Linked DNA regions of Mus musculus: region 1 is linked to region 2. The links are chromatin contacts, called in public HiChIP or PLAC-seq maps. All regions are on one chromosome and are shown on one strand. The core of a region is the stretch at or near the end of the contact, and the rest is flanking DNA. Distances in the headings are between cores, read along the strand shown.

Region 1 (2,700 bases), core at 169-2,668, 670 kb after region 2:
ATGTATCCTCAAGCCCCACACTACCACCAAACAGTTAAGCCCTGGCTGTCAGGGTCCCTGTCCCTGTGGGGAGAGAGAGCCTGATTGTTCCTACTCCTAAGGGTGCTGCCAGGGACCCTGTGGGGCTCCTGCAGGTACAGGGCCTCCTTGGGTGTCATCACGTCAGCTGCAAAGGCAGGAGTGGGGCTCCGTCACAACCTCCCCGACTCACAGCCCTCCCCAGCCCGCGGGTTCCTCTCAGGCTCACCCCATCTGATTAGAAGGCATTTTTCCCTCTGAGGCCCATTTCCAGCTCCCATTCCTTCTTGCTGCCATTCATCACCCCCTGCCCTTCTGCAGTATTTATGGCCACCGTGGGGAGCAGAGAAGCCTTCCCTCAGCTCTTCCCTGGCTAATTAGGGGCTTGAGGAGAGAGCTAACGAGGCTCCCTCCCTGCCAAAATGTGCTTCGCCTTTCTTTTCAGGAAAGGGAGAGATTGCTGGGAAGATTAATTGGCACTGAGCACCAGGCATCCCCACAGTTGCCTTCCAGGCTGTGCCCAGGCCCAGGCTCACAGGCTCTGCTCCACCTGCCTGGTAGGCCAGGCTCAGGGCAGACTCTCACGCAGATCGCAGATCAGGGCATGATTGACGCCCTGTGAACCCTGCACTACCCTTGGCCCAGTTCCTCTGGCCTGTGAGAGCCTTGCAGGTGGAGACCAGTTTCTCAGCCTGAGAGAGAAGAGGATATCTCCACAGAACACCCTGCAGCCAGCTCGAGGCTCCTCACTGCTCTCTCTTTGGGCTTAGGACATCCCCACGGGTGCTGACAGCTGTGTGACAAGTCTGTCTTGTGATTCGCACCGTTCGCTCATTGTGGCTGGCCTGGGTGATGGCTCGATCCGTGTCTACGACAGGAGGATGGCACTCAGTGAATGGTAACTGTCACATCTCCCCTCTCCTTAGCACTATTCAAGCTCCTTCCAGATGGCAGAGGCCACCCCACTGCCAGTAATAAGTCCAGATTGCTCAGTGAGCATGAAGTGTCTTCGGCAGTGCACAGTGGACCTCTGATACCAGACAAGAAGATGGCACCCAGGGCTAGAGAGAAGGCTCAGTGGGGTCAACCTTCACCTTTCACTGTCTGGCTGCTTCAAGTTGACCCCACAGACAGAAACAGTGACCTCACTAAACTGCTGACTAAGGCAGGACCAGGTCTTCCTCATCTCAAAATGGCACCCAGGCTTCAAGACCCTAACTGGGTAAACAGAGGAGAGAGAAATGAGGGGGTGGCCTAGGACAGCCTCGCTAGCCCCTCCTCCTTCTGGGTGTCCTCTTGAGGCTCCGCCCAAGGGCAGGGCTGCCAGCTCCAGTTCAGCCCACTCCTCCTAGCCCTACCTGCAGTTCCCTCCTGCAGAGCAGTTGGGGAGAGGAACTGGGCTGGGCCAGTCCTGACCACACCTTCCTCCTTAGCCGGGTCATGACTTACCGAGAGCACACAGCGTGGGTGGTAAAGGCCTACCTGCAGAAGCACCCTGAGGGCCACATCGTGAGTGTGAGGTAAGGAGCAAAATATGCATGAGACATTTGCTGTGAAAACATTATTCTCCCTCCATTTAAATATGTTCTTGGTGTTTAAATAGCTAGGGACTGTTGGCATTTCAGGGCAGTAACTGACAGTAACTCCGTGACTGGCCTGAAAGGTCAGAGGGCAGAGCAAGAGTCGGGGTGGAGGTGGCAGGTAGGCTGGGCTGAAGGAGGAGATGCACAGATAGGCGTGTCCCTCACAGGAGCAGCAAAGCAGAATGCACCAGGTGGGTGGCACCTCCCTAGCAAGTCACCTCAGTGCCAGCCAGCCTGTGCACGTAAACTCGGGCCCACTGCTCAGTAAATACTGTGCTGAGAGCAGTGGATCTTTATCTGCTGTTAAAGAGACAGCAAAGCATAATTCACTGTCACAAAGCCACCACTTCTTCAGAGAGATTTCCTTCCCCCCTTGTCTGTGGCATAAAGCAAAGCATAATTCTTGGAGTGGACATTGAAGCAGAAGGCTATAAGCACAGGCGAGGGATCCCTCAGCCATCTTCTGCCTCTGACAACTCTGTTCCTGGCCTTTCTTGTAATCTCTTCTCTGACCCTGCTGTGTCCCCCTTTGTGTGAGCATGCTATCTCCCTTTAGTCAATCCTAGCCTTTTCTGGCTTGAGAGGGGCAGCTTGATGGGAACCCTGGCTGCCAAGACCAGTGGGGTGGTTCGACGTGGGGATCTGTGCTCCACCTGACTTGGAGGGGTCCTGGGAGTCTACATGGCTTTGGCCTTACCAGCATGTGCAAGTGGGCATTGAAACTTCTCATGGCCAGTTATGCCATCCTTCAGAGCCAGGTTCCTCCCCCTCAGGGCTCCAGATAGTATCCCTAAGGTTGCCACCAGCAAGCATCACCCTGGTCCTTTCTCACAGTGTCAATGGAGATGTGCGCTTCTTCGACCCTCGGATGCCCGAGTCTGTGAATGTAATGCAGATTGTGAAGGGGCTGACAGCCCTGGACATCCACCCCCAGGCAAACCTGATCGCCTGGTAGGTACCCTGCCTGCCTCCCTCCATGCAGCCCCCTGTTTCTAAGCAGAAGGCCCTTTCAGAGTGTACAGCCTTTGTCTCTGTCCTCCACAGGACCTTTGAAAGAACAGTTTAGAGGGTGTAACTGTACTACCATGAAATAAAAACA
Region 2 (2,745 bases), core at 218-2,717:
TCCACAAGCTGTCCTCTGAGCTCCATACAGGCACCACCAAGACACATGTGGGCACACACACCCCACACAATAAATAGTCATAATAAAAAATGTGGTTTTGAAAGCTTATAAACTGCAGCTCTTTCACGGGCCTGTTTTCGCACAACGAAAACCCACACATGGTGATCCGAGGCTGTTAACAGACACCGTGATTGCCAGGAGAGTCAACAGTTCCCAAGAAGAACTTCCTAGCTATACTCAAGACATTCCACTCACCAGAAAGCTATGGGGGGGGGGGGGGGACAAAACAAACAAACAGAGAAAAAACCCATAAGTACTGCTCAGCTAAGAGATCCATCCCCAGCAACCAGCTAAGAACCAACTCTGGTAAATTCCCAATGGGTGAATCTTAGCCGGCCCCTGTGCCCAAAGTCACCGCACCACTAAGTTCAATATTCGCTATCAAGGTTAATGTCAATATTTCTTCCAAGAGCTACATACATAGTTTCTTTTAAATTCTTTGATCAGTTATTAAGATTTAGAGTGGAGCCCCTAGTCCCCGGCTCTTTGCACCCATGTTCTGACCAGTATGCTTGGTGACAGGACACTTCCCCTCTCTCTCTCTTTCCTGATAAAGGAAGTTGACAGAGTCCATGGAACAAACTTTAACAGAGTCAAGAGACGCTTTTCTATTCCCCTATTTCTGAACGGAACCTGGACTAGATTGTGGCCAACATGTGACACCGACTTCGGAGGAACAGGCTTTTCTCACCGCGCGTTCTGGCAGGGTTCCGTGGGTTATTTTTAGCAATCTTAAATTGCCCTTTTTTCTTTTTATACTATCCCTTTTTTTCTTTCTTTCTTTTGAGGAAAGAGAGAGAGAGAGAGAGGCGCGCAGGCTAAAAAAGAAGCGAGGATCCTGACATGGGGCCTCTTAAATAGCCCTGACCATTTCCCCCTAGTGCCCCAACGCTAAGACCGCACACGCCCCAGGAGGGCATGGCACACCTTGGGGGCTCTGTCTGACAGTGCAGGAACCCCATAAGTTCTTCGCATGCTCAGACCAGCCAGCAAGACAAAGACCGCAAGTGCCCCGGCCCACAGCTCCAGACAGGCGAGGACCGAGTCTCCTCGAGTGGGCCCACTCCCAAAGCAGAGAGTCTCACTCGAGGGTGGAGTTCCCAGGGCGTCCCCAGCAAGATCCGGGTTCCTCCGCATCGCCCCCGCCCAGAGCCCAGAGCCGGTCCCCCAGCCACTCCCGGACCCCCGCGCAGCAGGCCCGGGTCCGGTGCGTGCAGATTCCAGGGTACCCAGGAACCGCCACGTCGTCCCGAGTGGACCCCAAAATCCCCGGCCCGCGATCCCAGAAGAACCCTGATACCCACCCGGGTCCCGCCGCGAGGGCTGGACACGCGCCGGCTCCAGGAGCCACCACCGCCGCCGCCACTGCCACCGCCGCCGAAAGCGAGGCGCGGCGGGGAGGGAATATGGAGAGGCCGTCCCCGCTCCGCCTCCGCTCCGCCCCCGCTCCGCCTCGCTCCGCCCCGGGGCCCAGCCCCGCTCAGCCCGGAACGCCAGGCACTAACTCCAACCTCAGGGTCCTGCGCATCCGTCGACCCCTGCTCGGGGCTTTCTGCTGACTCTGCAGGATCTCGCCACGCGCCTAGTACCCCGGACCCTGCCCTGGATGGGAGCCCTGTGCCCTCGATCCGAAAGGCAGGGCCTCCCTGTACCCATGTATGCGCTCACCCCTTGCATTTCTATTTCTCAAACTTAGGGTTACGAAGGAATGATGCTCCCCAAAAGGTACTGGTTCTTGAGTAACCCAAAGCTGGAAGTGGAAGAGCCAGAGCTAGGCGCGTTTCCCGGACCCAGCATCCCCAACCTGCCTGCCACTTTCTTTGAGTCCCTGAACATCATCAGGGTCACTCTACGGGAACTAAGTCCAGCCGGGAAAGTCTGGGACACATGGCGACGGACAGGCAAAACACATTTGTTCTTTAATGTGTTTGCTTAGTGTTTCTGTGTGAATCGATGGACGCTGCCAGACCCCGCCTCCTGCGGTCTTGGAGCACGCGGTCCAGACTTCGCCGGATGTTGATGGCGTAGCCTAGCAACGAGAGATGGCGGAGCCGGAGGACCAGGCTGACGGGTAAGCCCCGCAGGAGGGATAATAAACCCACCAGATGTTTTCACTAAATTTCTGCACGCAGGTACCCCCACCCGGACCGCCTTCTCCTTCACTTCTGTGCCCCTTCCCGCTCTTCTCCACTTTCTGGACCTGTCCTACACTACCCAACCCACGCTCCCCCATGTCCCCTATCTCTTGCACCTTCTGTTCTTTGTCCTTTTCAAGCGCCCCCCACCCCCCATCATTCCTTACTCCTAGCCCCTGCTTCTCCTGGACTACAGACTTTAACGCCCCGCGGTAACCATGGCAACCATCATGCTTGATAAACCCGCTGCAAAGCAGGACTTGGATGGATGGGACGCCGTTCAGTATTACAAGAGTGGGAAGAAAGGAGGAGCAGTAGCTCCGTTGGGATTGGGCTAGGCCCATACCTCCCCCTGCAAGATGGATTCCCCTCACCCCCATCATGGTCTTGAGGGATAGACTGATCCCCATCACTGAGTGAACCCCAAAATGCTGTTGCCGGCACTGTTTTAGGTTTTGTGCAAAACAAAAGCAAGTTTAAACAGTTCTATTTGCTCAGACTTTTCTGGGTTGTTTCATATAGTTAAAGTCCTTATGGACACCCATGGAAA

Evidence for each region. HiChIP or PLAC-seq counts read pairs in DNA pulled down with a chosen protein or histone mark.
Region 1: an H3K4me3 HiChIP or PLAC-seq map of bone marrow-derived macrophages shows a contact between it and region 2, with 4 times the contacts expected there. The contact joins the enhancer-like site here to the promoter of Tbc1d16 in region 2. A contact is called at or near these places in 3 of 39 promoter capture datasets (cranial neural crest, hippocampal neurons and liver), 1 of 15 datasets of contacts at CTCF or cohesin (embryonic stem cells), 1 of 484 Hi-C or Micro-C datasets (embryonic stem cells), 5 of 115 datasets of contacts at active chromatin or transcription factors (bone marrow-derived macrophages, embryonic stem cells, large pre-B cells and 2 more) and 1 of 9 other capture datasets (embryonic stem cells).

The regions. Positions count from the first base shown.
Region 1 is chr11:119,893,468-119,896,167 of GRCm38.p6, forward strand. It overlaps Rptor (regulatory associated protein of MTOR, complex 1), which reads left to right. Exons shown (of 34, transcript NM_028898.3): 30 at 789-916; 31 at 1,452-1,538; 32 at 2,436-2,552. Among named protein-coding and RNA genes, the nearest start is that of Chmp6, 19 kb to the right of the region's middle. Within about 2 kb of position 1,419, at least 51 of the 459 cell types and tissues checked have an H3K27ac peak or open chromatin away from gene starts, as enhancers often do. A contact at or near this core is called in embryonic stem cells, where this site is marked.
Region 2 is chr11:119,227,032-119,229,776 of GRCm38.p6, forward strand. Tbc1d16 (TBC1 domain family, member 16) reads right to left here and starts at 1,468. Exons shown (of 12, transcript NM_172443.3): 1 at 1,365-1,468. It overlaps Ccdc40 (coiled-coil domain containing 40), which reads left to right and starts at 1,541. Exons shown (of 21, transcript NM_001364767.1): 1 at 1,541-1,716; 2 at 1,997-2,131. The coding sequence starts at 2,103.